2 separate regions of the Urocitellus parryii genome follow, and region 1 is linked to region 2. A link is a contact called in public Hi-C data. All regions are on one chromosome and are shown on one strand. The core of a region is the stretch at or near the end of the contact, and the rest is flanking DNA. Distances in the headings are between cores, read along the strand shown. Region 1 holds the start of Sun2 (Sad1 and UNC84 domain containing 2). Region 2 holds the start of Rpl3 (ribosomal protein L3).

Region 1 (6,141 bases), core at 1,520-4,019, 320 kb before region 2:
GTGCTGGGGCTCCCTGGCGCTTCCAGCCCAGCTGCCCCCTCTCCCTAGAGCGGGTCTGGCTTCAGGCTCACTGATTCCCTCCAGAGGGGGCTCCCCCTCAGCCACACTATTGAGTCCCTGGTCATTCCTGACTCCAAAAAGCCCACTCCAGAGAGCCTCCCACATTGCGACTGCTCACGCTCCACCTCTCCAGGCATGACATGCCCCTCTTCCTGATGTGACACGATAAGATTTTTTGAAAAATGCCTCCTTGGCACCAGTCTCCCTTTATGATCCCACAAGGGAGGTGGGTATCATCACTCCCACCTATCAAGGGGGGAACCTGGGACGCTAAGATGATGGGTAACTTGCCCTGGTCACCCAGCTTACAAGTGACAGAGAAGATCTGAGCTCAGACCTGACAGGTCATAGGGCCTGGGTCTTTCTACTCCACCAAAAAGTTTGCAGGTTATTTTAAGAATGTTTTGTGTCTTCCAACTAGAATCTTCTATACCTCCATATACACTCAGAACAGGCTGTAAACTGCATGATTACACAACAAATATTCAAACTAACGACACTGGGGGAAGTGGCACCACAGGATGGCATTACATTCAGTCCCAGTTTTCGGGCCACGTGAGGCTGAAAGCAAGGCTCAGAAGCTGATAATGAGGACAAAAGAGGTCAAAGTGGCAAGGCTGGCCAGAGGGCATTCCACCACATGAGCAAGATTAAGGCTCTCAGCTCTGGACACCCAGATTCCAAATCTTGGATTACTGAAGTGAGGAGTTCCAACATAGCCTCTTGGCAGGCAGGACTACAAAGTAACTGTTAATATCCCAAACCCACTGGACAGCTCATAGTACTTGTGACATTTTGTCACTTCTGATGTTCCTGGTTCACACCAAAATCACTAGTTCTCTGGGCCACATGGTGGGCATATACTAACACACCCCAACTCTGACTATGTAAACCAGAAGATCAGGTCTGTCCAGTTAGGACCTCCTCTTTTGAAAAACAAGCAGCTTCCTGTCTGGGCTAATGGGCATCTTCCCAGATGGGATGCCCATCTGGCACCATCCCTGGCTTTGGCTGGTGTTGGTAAAGTAACGAACTGGTAGTAGCCAAAGCAGGAAGCTGGCCTGGGTCCTGGGCTGTATTCCACTCCTTATAAGGTAGTTCCACCCCACAGTGCCCTCCCCCACCTGACAGCTCACAGGGGCTCCTCCTCTTAACCCCTGCTCTGCTGCAGGGTGAAGCCTCCAGCTCGGGGGCAGACACAAAACCACATGTTTATGGGCTGGGGATGTGGCTCAAGCGGTAGTTCGATCCTCAGCACCACATACCAACAAAGATGTTGTGTCCGCGGAGAACTAAAAAATAAACATTAAAAAAAAATTCTCTCTCTCTCTCTCTCTCTCTCTCTCTCTCTCTCTCTCTCCTCTCTCACTCTCTCTTTAAAAAAAAAAAAAAAAAAAAAAAAAAAAAAAAAAAAACCACATGTTTATATAGTACCCAGACTCTGCTTGGCAAGAATTTTCACATTTTGATGCCAGGCAAGGGGCACGCTTAAAAGCTAAAAACTGCAAGCCTTTCCTGCCATCACAGAACACTCTACCCTTCAGTTTGGATTTCACAAGATAGAAAAGGTTAAGACCCCATCCTCCCAAAGGAGAGGTGAGCCTCTAGGAGTCCAAATCTTTTACCTATCAACGCTCCCCTCTTATACAACCAGTTAAGAAGCCCTCAAATAAAACTCCATTCCACACTTCTGAGCAGAATTACATTCTTTTCTCAGTTCTGCCCCATCACAAATGTAAAAGGCAATATCCATCCGATCTTGAGATTTAACCTAGATCTGGGACATCTTGCACCTGACGTTTTCACTCCTCTGTTTATTCACACTCCATTTACACTGGGACGCAAGGCGCTCGGGGCGCTCACTGTCCTCTCCCTTCACGCCCCACACGCCCAACCCGCACCGGGGAAGAAGGTGGGCTTACTGAAGTCACACCCCGCCCCGCCCCCGCCCCCCACACTGGCTGTTTTGTTTTTGTTTTAGAACCGAGCACTACCGGCCTCCTTCCTATTCCCAGAGTTCTGACAGGCGTCACAGGCCGGGAACTGCCAGTCCCTGGACCTGGCCTCTCTGGCACTGCCCTGGGCCGGTTTGGGGCCGCCGGGTCTCTGCTCTCCTCCTCCCGGGAGGCTGCGCGGGGAAGTCCCGCCCGGAGACACCGCCCTCCCGGCTGACCAGTGGGGCGGCCAGCCCTGGGGGCGGGGGCCGGCGGGCAGGATGAGTCAGGGCGCTGGCCTTGGCTCCACGCCGGCGCTGCCCGACAGCCCAGGGGCGTGCGCCCGGCGGGGTTGGAGCCTGGCCCAGCTCGGCCCCGAGAGGAAGAAGCAGGCCGGGCAGCTCTGCCCGGGCGGGAGCGACCCGGCCGTGGCTCGGCGGTCAGCCCTGCCCAGGGCCGAGGGTAGGCGGACCCACCACCCTGGTTACCTGCTGCCGCGGTTGCTCCGTACCGGGCCGCGGGCGTCCGAGGCCCGTCGCGCCGCCGGGGCGCGCCCCTTTCCTGCGTCGGGATCTCGCGGGCGGCGCCCCGCGCAGGTCCAACACAGCGGCGGGGCCCGGGGCTTCGGCGGGTACGGAGCAGTGTTGCGGGACCGGACGGTGACCGGCAGGCAAGCGGACAATGCGGCCGGCGGAGGCCCGCGCTGCGCGAGTGGGGCCGGGCGGCGCGCGCGTGGCCGAGTGTGTATGTGTGCGCCCGTCAGTCAACGCTGACAGGCCGAAGCTCATTGGCCAGACTCCGCCGGCCGTCTCCGCCCACCGTCGCCACCCATTGGCTGGTTTGAACACAAAGGCCCCGGCTCGCCCCGCCCTCCGCGTGGGCCGGGCCGCTCTGCGCTCTCAGCCCCTCAGTTCGCGCGTGGGAGGCACCGGCAGGTGCAAACCCGGCCTCGGTAGCCCTCGGTGGGAGCCCGCTCTGGGGCTGGGGCTCACCCGGGTGTCTGTGGACGGAAGTCGCGGTCTGGGGGCCCAGAATGCCAGAGATCGCCCCGAGTGCGCCTCACTCCACGAACACCTCCCTGTTTGCGGTGCCAGGGCCCTAGGGACGTTAGGTTTGGAGAGGCACAGGCCCGGGAAGATGGCCCGCGGGAATGGTGGGGGCTGAAGACCCTGGCTCCGGGCCGCCCTGGGAGCTGGCGCTGTTAGCTCAGAGCAGGTTCCGTGTAAAGGTCGTCAGGGAAGGCTTGCTAAACGCCCGGGCACTTGAGTAATTGTCCTCTTCGCCAGCTATTTCTACACCCATTTTAACGCCAGCTGTTTCTACACCCATTTTAAAGACAAGGAAATAGGCTAATAGAAGTATTGAGTTTCTTGCATAAAACCACACAGAAAGAAGCAAATTTGAGACTAGAAGATCCCTCCACGTCCAAGCCCATTTTATTGTTTTGTTTTTCCGTTTCAGCGTTGGCTTTGGGATCCCAGGCCTAGCAGGAGGCTCCCCATCTTTCAGAGCCCCAGAGTTTCACAGCAGCTTTTCTGTTTTAAGGAAGGAGCTTGCCACGGTTGGTGCCCCAGAGGGCAGAGCTGGTACCTGTTCCACCTTTCTCCAACCTGGAATGAGCGCTTGATCCTGAATGAGCAACAGTGCCCTCTGATTCCAGGGGTCTTTCCTCTTGGCTCCCACCTGCCAGCTCTACAGATACCACAAGTGTACAACTGGGGACAGACACTTCCTGTACAAGCTCTTTTTTTTTTTTTTTAGTATATATCTTTATTTTATTTATTTATTTTTATGTGGTGCTGAGGGTGGAACCCAGGGCCTCCCACGTACTGGATGAGCGCTCTGCCACTGAGCCACAACCCCAGCCCCTGTACAAGCTCTTTTAAGATGAAACTGAGTGCTGCTGTTTCACTTTTTTTGAAATGCAGAGAGGAAACAAGACAGATGACCAAATTGTGGACATTGGTGCAGGAAGGTGCTGGGGTAGGGAACAGAGGAAACAGGGTCTCCTGCTGAGTTGGCTCCAGCCCAACTCTGGATAAAAGCAGCCCCCCTTTCTGGGCTTCCATTGTCCCACCTGAAAAGGGTGGTGTCATCTGCCCTTAGGGTACCTTAGGACAATGCCATTGTTGCTCCTGGGCTTAGACCTGGAGCTTGCTGAGGATCAGGGCTGGCTGCTCTCTAATTATGTACTGAACAGCAGATTAAAGGGGGAACTTAATATATTAATATTCTGTAAACTGAAAATGTTATAGTAATTTCATTTCATGTATTGATAGTCTTTCCTCCTTTTAATTATTTTGTATTTAATATTTCTACTATAAATTTTTTGTTTTGTATTTCTGGGTAGTTATTGCTAATCTGGAGGAAAAGCTATTCTTTATTACACTTATCTCATATCAAAGTATTATATTACTTAAGTTTTTACACTTTTAAGTTATATAACAACATTAATAACAGCAAAAGTACAGTTTCACTTCTTTTCTAAGCTTTTCTTGTAATTTTCCTGCTAATTTTTTATCAAATAAAAAATGTTAAGTCAATGATAAGTACTCAGAGTAATAATAGCCATTGTTATTCACTTAATATTATATAATAATGTTATTCACTTAATATTTACTTAATATTCTTTAGTTGTTCATCAGGGCTGGTATGTTATTTCTAGAATTTGGAGTAGCCTTTTATTTCTTTTATGTAATTTCTTTAGACCCCTGATTATTGCAGCATCCTTACTTTTAATCCATGTTAAATGTTATCAAGTGCATTTAAAATTAAAAGTGATTTTTGTTTATTCTGAATGTCTATTTTCATATAGTGGATTATTAAGTTACTGATGTTGAAGTGGACTACATTTCTTAAATTAACTCCACCTGGAACTAATGGATTAAAAAAAATAAAGTGAGAACTCAGATTAGCCACGGCATCCAAGTAGGAGAGGGGCCCTCTCAACTCCCCATCACCAAGGTGCTCCCCAGTGCTTTCCTCACCACATTCCCACCCCTCCACTGCAGAACCTGCTCCCCTCTATACCAATGGCCTGGCCAGAGTGAACTGCTCCCCAGAGGGTCCTGGTTTGTGAATGCCAGGCTCGGGCCACAGGCTGCCTCTGTGAACCTTCAGTATGTGGAATAGTGGTCCCCACAGATTATCAGGTATTAATCCTGGAATCTGTGACTGTCACCTGAATGGAAAGTCTTTGCAGATGAGATTAAGGTTTGAAGGGAGAGATTACCCTGGATGATCAGGGTGGGCCCTAATGCAATTCCAAACATTCTTTTTATAGGGACACAGAGAAGAGGACACATTGTTTATGACCTTATGCTACCTATTTCCAATTCTGGTCTCTAGAACTGTGCGAGAATAAATTTCTGTTGCTTTAAGTCACCAAGTTTGTGGAGATTTGTTACAGCAAATCTCCTACAGAAGACAAATGGCCCTTGGAAAATTCTTGGCCTTGGCATTCAAGGTTCTCATAATTGTGCCAGGACCTTCCCCTTGTCCTGACCATCCTCACTTGACACTCCCATTGGACTTCCTGCAGGACACCACTCTTTGTCTCCTGACCCCTCCCACCTCATGAGTTGAACCAGGAAGCAAAAAAAAAAAGACCACCAACTCCAATTTTAAATCAAATGAAAGCAAGGTTGTACTGTGTACACAAAAGCAGGACAGCGACTGTCTCTCCCAAAGCCGGGCTAGAGATCAGCCCCAGCTCTCCAGGTAAAAGGCTTTGTAGCATGAAAATTTACAAAGGGGGGGTGTCTTGGGAACGTACAGCTAACAGGATTCTGGCAAGCATAATACAAAGGCAGATAGCAGGGTAATGATCTACATGGCGTAACATTTTAAGGTAGGGAGTAAATTGAGATTCCAACTTCAGAATTTTGAGGTGCCGCTGAGGTTTTAGGGAGGGTTGTTATCTGGTCAGGGAGAGCCAGGCATGGGTGAGTTTGGAGCCCCGGCAGGAATTTCAAACAAGTTTAAACATCAGGTTGTCAGGACAAATAGAAATCCTAGTATTTTATAATAAAACAGAAATGAACTTTTCATCACTTTGTGACGAGATGGCTCCCAATCTGAAGATGGAATCAGGCTGGGTTCATCACATGCCTCCCCTCCTCTGCAACTCAGCGTCTCTTCCCTTCCA
Region 2 (5,525 bases), core at 1,530-4,029:
TACTTGATCAGGTACATCACCAACAAGATGACACAGCACATGCTTACCTGGGTGTGGGCGATAATGCGGATGACCTGGCAATATTTCTTCATGCTATTGAAGTCCTTCTCCAGTTGCTTCTTGCCCATGTCATCCTGCCACTTCTTGCAGTATTTGGTAAAGGCCTTCTTCTTAGATTTATGCCTTCAGGAGCAGAGCAGAGTTGGGGAAGGGGCCGGGCGCAGACCTTCATCACCCTCGAGGGGTGAGCGGAAGGCATACTGGCACCACCAGGGGATGGGGCTCATTGCCGGCTTCTAAGGAGCCTTTTCCACCGGCAAGCGGAGCCTGGATGAAGCTCATCGGGCAGAGCCGAGCGGAGCTAAGCAGAGGTCCAACAAGGTTAATATAAGTCACGGGTATTCAAAGCACTATTCTTGCTCCAGGGTACCAGAAAGCTCCTTCTCTTTACCTTAGCAGGTACTATTCTCAGTTACTATTAAGAAACCAGGGTGCTAAGCCAGGGCTAGAACCCAACACTACCACTGCCTTATCTTTCCTGTTTTGGGGAGTTACAAACAGCCAAAGGAACACAGTCAACCAATTGGACTAGGCTGACCAGAATTAAGATGCTAGTTCTTAGATCAAGAACCAGTGCTGCTAAAGTTGACCTCCAGGTTTGGTTCTATTTAAGAGGCCAACTTAAAAAGGAGACAACAGCTTCCCACCACTAGAATTCAGGCTCTGTACAGGGTCTCCCTGCTCTGCAGCCCAATGCTGGAACTGCATGTTCTGGCTCTTACCAGTTCTTATAGAAGCGCCTTTTGCACTCATCACTGATATGCTCAGCAAAGATGGTCTTGAAGGTTCGGAGGCCTCTAGGGGTTTCCACGTAGCCCACAATGCCTACAACCACCATGGGCGGTGTCTCCACTATGGTCACAGCCTCCACAACCTCCTTCTTGTTCACCTCTGAAGGCAGAAAATAGGACAGGAGTGAGCTGACACGAATGCAGACACAAGGTGGCCACACACAACCTTCTCCTTCAAGTGTTTACATTTAACTTAAACCCAACATCAGGACTCTAATACGGCTTCAGTTCTCTCTAGAAACCTAAGCAATCTCTAGGAACAGACAAATCTGTGGCCTGGACAAGAGTCCCAAGTACAATGGTATGTAATAACAGATCTAAATTTACTCAGGTAGACAATATAAACTAAGTGCTAAAAGCTAGTGCTGTGGGCCAACCAAGTGTAAATAAAGGCAGTGTATATTCCAGCCTTGATAGTGAAAGGTCACCAAGTTATCACTATGTTGTGGCTCTTCACAAATTTACTCAGCATGTTCCATGCCTCCATAAGTATACTTAAACATCAGTCCTAAAATTCAACACTCCCATCCCCCAACTTAGACGACACAGTAGCATGTACGTACTGGATCCTGGCCTATCAACTTCCCGGACAATGTGAGTCATGCCAGCCTTATAGCCCAAAAAGGCTGTGAGGTGGACAGGCTTTGAAGGGTCATCCTTTGGGAAGCTCTTCACCTTCCCTCGATGCCTGCTGCTACGCTTTCGAGGCAAGAAGCCTAAGGATCCATGTCTGGGAGCGGAGAATTTCCTGTGAGACTGGGGGGGAAAAAATTTTATATATATATATATATATATATATATATATATATATATCAGCACCCAAACAAGAGGCAGCTCTCATTTCACTGCTTCCCAATACTCAACCACGAGTTTCTCTTTTTTTTGGTACCAAGGATTGAACCCACATCCCCAGCATTTTCATTTTTTATCCCAAGAAAGGGTGGAAGTTGCTCAGGGTCTCGCTAAGACACGGAGGCTGCCCTAGAACTTTTGCTCCTCCTGTGTCAGCCTCCAGAGTGGCTGGGATTACCAATGTGCCCCAGCACACTCATCCCACAATGTTGACTCTTAACTAGACACCCAGCAAGACCAGGATCACCCACAACACACTGCCTCCTTCTGAATGTTGATTGGGAACTATTTTTACAAGAAACAAGGTCATCCTATGTGCTCTAAGAGAACTAGAATATTAAAAACCATGTTAACAGATGATTTGTCATCAAGATTCTCACCAGTGGAGCGACTCACGGGACAATAGCTGGTCACTAATAATGGTACCATAGTACTCTCCGGCCCCTGGGACAGAGCCAGCGTGGTACACAGTAGGCCAACAGGACTCACAGAGCCAAATCAGAACATGACAATCAGCACACAGATTCTGTCCGCCCGTCAATAAGTTCATCATGTGAGGTTTCTGGCGAGTCTAGAGGCCTTCAAGTTGCACCAAGGTATTTCCAAAGGGACCCTTTAAAACTCTTGCCAATAGACTCCCCTCGCGCATGCGCAGGCCCCCGTTTACCAGAACACCGGGCGTCCCACTCAAGGCCCTCCTGGCCCGGCAAATTGCTCTTGAGGATTAATAACAACTATCGCTAAAATCTGGCGAGGTCGGAGCCCAGAAACCATCTACGGCTTCAATTGGGCGTCCAGGCCAGCTTTCGCCCCAAGGCCGCTCGGTGGCCGACTCGAAATCCCAGGGTATTCCTCCATAACTCCCTTCCCCACAGGCCTCGCGAGTTTCCAGAAAAATAGGCCTCACTGCAGTCCCTACTGTATCCCCTGCGCTCTCAGAACGAGCTCCCGGGACCGGCCAAGCCGAGATGGCGACGATGCGCGGCGGATTCCACCACGCCGACTTTGAAGCCTAGAGCAAAGACGCCATTAAGAAACTCACCATCGCGCCGCCAAATCCCGCCGGTAGAGGCCGATTGGGCCTTGGTACACGATATATAAAGAGCCTCTTGTCTCCGCCCCTTCCGGCGTGCGAGCGCGCGCCCGCGGCGGACGTCGGGTTGGAGGGGCGTACGGGGCGCCACTTCCACGCACGCTTTCCCACACCTAGCGTAAATTCTGAGAGGACGCAGGTTTCAGAAAAAAAAAAAAAAAAAAATCTACTTAGAGGCCCTACGGCGAGCGGAAGAGTTCAGACTCATTAAAAAGATACTGAAACGCTGGGTGACCGCGCGGACTGCGACAGGTCTACGGTGTTCTGCAGCAGCCAAACTTTATGAGAGAGAAAAATGGCTGTAGTCGTCGGGGGTTGAATAACCCCGCTGTAGGCTTCTTTCACATGTGATAGCCAGTTTTAAGCCTAACCACATGGGCGTTGTTGCCATTTTGTTTCGGAGTTGAAGAAGCAGCTCGATGGGGTGAGCTAGTTGCACGGCTTTCGCGAGCTCCCTCAAGCCCTGCCTGGGTCGTTCTGGTATCCAGCTGCAGGGTTCCGCGTCCCGAGCCCGCGCCACGACCTCGGGTCCTGCCCTCCAGATCTTCCCAGGAACCTGAGGTTCCGCATTACCCCCGAGGCTGCCGCCTGGCCTCGCTCGTGCCCCGACCTCCTCCTTCCCACCCGGGCGTCGTGATCCTGGGCACGGCCTTGGCACCCACGGTGGGGTGAAAACCATTCTCTCATTTAACCCTCACAGCGTCCCTGAGAGGCAGCATTTGATAGGTCCTCAATCTATTACTGGAAATCGTTGGAGTCAGTGGTGTTTTGAAATCCAGCACATTTTGGATCTTTCGAAAGGAAACATGAGGCCAGGCGCGAGGGCGCATGCCTATAATCCTAGACTGCAGAGGCTGAGGGAGGCCGAGGCAGGAGGATCGCGAGTTCAAAGCCAGCCAGTGCCCCTGGGTTCAATCCCCAGTACCCAGGGGAAAAAGAAAGAAAGTTAATATGATGCACATACTGTGTACTGTGTTATTTATCCTCTCTGCACTCTACAGAGAAATGTGACTCCCTATAGTTGCTTTTTATCTGAGGGAGATAATATTCCAAGACATTCCTCTCCCTTGTCTGAGGCTGCAGATAGCACTGAATGCTGTATACACCATGTTTTTCATCTACATATGATACACACACACACATACACACACAAACACATCCCTTTGGTAAAGTTTAACATCAATTGAGCATTGTGAGATTATCAACCCTAGCAAGTAATATAATAGAACAACTATTGCTTCGGGAGGTGGGGAGCACCTATGGTGCCCTCAGAGGCTGGTGCAGGAGGAGCACAAGCTTGAGGCCAGCCTGGGCAGCTTATTGAGATCCTGTCTCAAAAAATAAAAAGCGTTTGGATTTTAGTTCAGTGGTAGAGCCCCCATGGGTGGTTCAATCCCCAGTCTTGTTATTTGGGTAAATAGCAGGGGAAAAAAAAAGTGTGTGTGTGTGTGTGTGTGTGTGTGTGTATGTGTGTGTGTGTGTGTGTGCGCGCGCGCTAGCGCGTGCTGTATATACACTATAGTAAAGACCACTTAAAACTTACCAATTTTTGAATCCCATTTCCCCTGAGATTAGGGAGGGTAGAGATTAGGGAGGAGCTGGGAGAGAGAAGAAAAGAAAGAACCAAGTCCATTCTAAAAGTAAATTGGAGTTAGTCCGAGGACGGTTCTAGAAAGGCAGCGGCAGCGCCGGTCCTGTGTGGAGGTGCTCTTCAGCGGCAGTTCTCACTACAGCGCCAGGACGAGTCCGGTTCGCGTTTGTCTGCGGAGATCTTTCTTATCTCACTTGCCTGCGAGAAATGGGGCTGAAGCGACTGAGTCCGCGATGGAGAGAGAAAAGGTACAGTTCCGTAAACTCTTTATTGGTGGCTTAAGTTTTAAAACCACAGAAGAAAGTTTAAGAAACTACTTCGAGCAATGGGGAAAACTTACAGATTGTGTGGTTATCAGGGATCCTGCAAGCAAAAGATGAAGAGGATTTGGATTTGTAACCTTCTCATCCAAGGCTGAGGTTGATGCTGCCATCTCTGCAAGACCTCATTCCATTAATGGGAGAGTGGTTGAGCCAAAAGGAGCTGTAGCAAGAGAGGAATCTGGAAAACCAGGGGCTCATGTGACTGTGAAGAAGCTGTTTGTTGGCGGAATTAAAGAAGATACCGAGGAACACCACCTTAGACATTACTTTGAAGAATATGGGAAAATTGACACCATTGAGATAATTACGGATAGGCAGTCTGGAAAGAAAAGAGGCTTTGGTTTTGTTACTTTTGATGACCATGATCCTGTGGACAAAATGGTATTGCAAAAATACCACACCATCAATGGTCACAATGCAGAAGTGAGAAAGGCTTTGTCTAGACAAGAAATGCAAAAAGTCCAAAGTTCCAGGAGTGGAAGAGGAGGGCAACTTTAGAGGAAGATCTGATGGATATGGAAGCGGAGGTGGATTGGGGGATAGCTCTAATGGATCTGGAGGAGGACCTGGAAGTGGTGATTTGGGAGATAGCCCTGGTTATGGAGGAGGAAGAGGAGGCTGTGGTGGTAGAGGATCTGGATATGGAAACGGGGTGGGGGCTATGGAGGTGGTTATGACAACTAAGGAGGAGGAAATTATGGAAGTGGAAGTTATAATGATTTTGGAAATTATAACCAGCAACCTTCTAAATATAGTCTAATGAAGAGTGGAGACTTGGGTGGCAGAAACATGGGTGACGTGGTAGAGGAAATTAT

Evidence for each region. A called contact is a pair of places that touch in the nucleus more often than the background predicts.
Region 1: a Hi-C map of liver shows a contact between it and region 2, with 4 times the contacts expected there. The contact joins the promoter of Sun2 here to the promoter of Rpl3 in region 2. A contact is called at or near these places in 2 of 2 Hi-C or Micro-C datasets (liver and muscle).

Annotation. Positions count from the first base shown.
Region 1 is chr5:9,644,160-9,650,300 of mUroPar1.hap1, reverse strand. It overlaps Sun2 (Sad1 and UNC84 domain containing 2), which reads right to left and starts at 2,769. Exons shown (of 18, transcript XM_026411449.2): 1 at 2,483-2,769.
Region 2 is chr5:9,319,814-9,325,338 of mUroPar1.hap1, reverse strand. Rpl3 (ribosomal protein L3) reads right to left here and starts at 2,779. Exons shown (of 10, transcript XM_026411463.2): 1 at 2,746-2,779; 2 at 1,415-1,607; 3 at 783-951; 4 at 48-183. The coding sequence starts at 2,748. It overlaps LOC113198679 (small nucleolar RNA SNORD43), which reads right to left and starts at 2,261; the gene lies at 2,198-2,261. It overlaps LOC113198682 (small nucleolar RNA U82P), which reads right to left and starts at 238; the gene lies at 184-238. It also overlaps the pseudogene LOC113198655.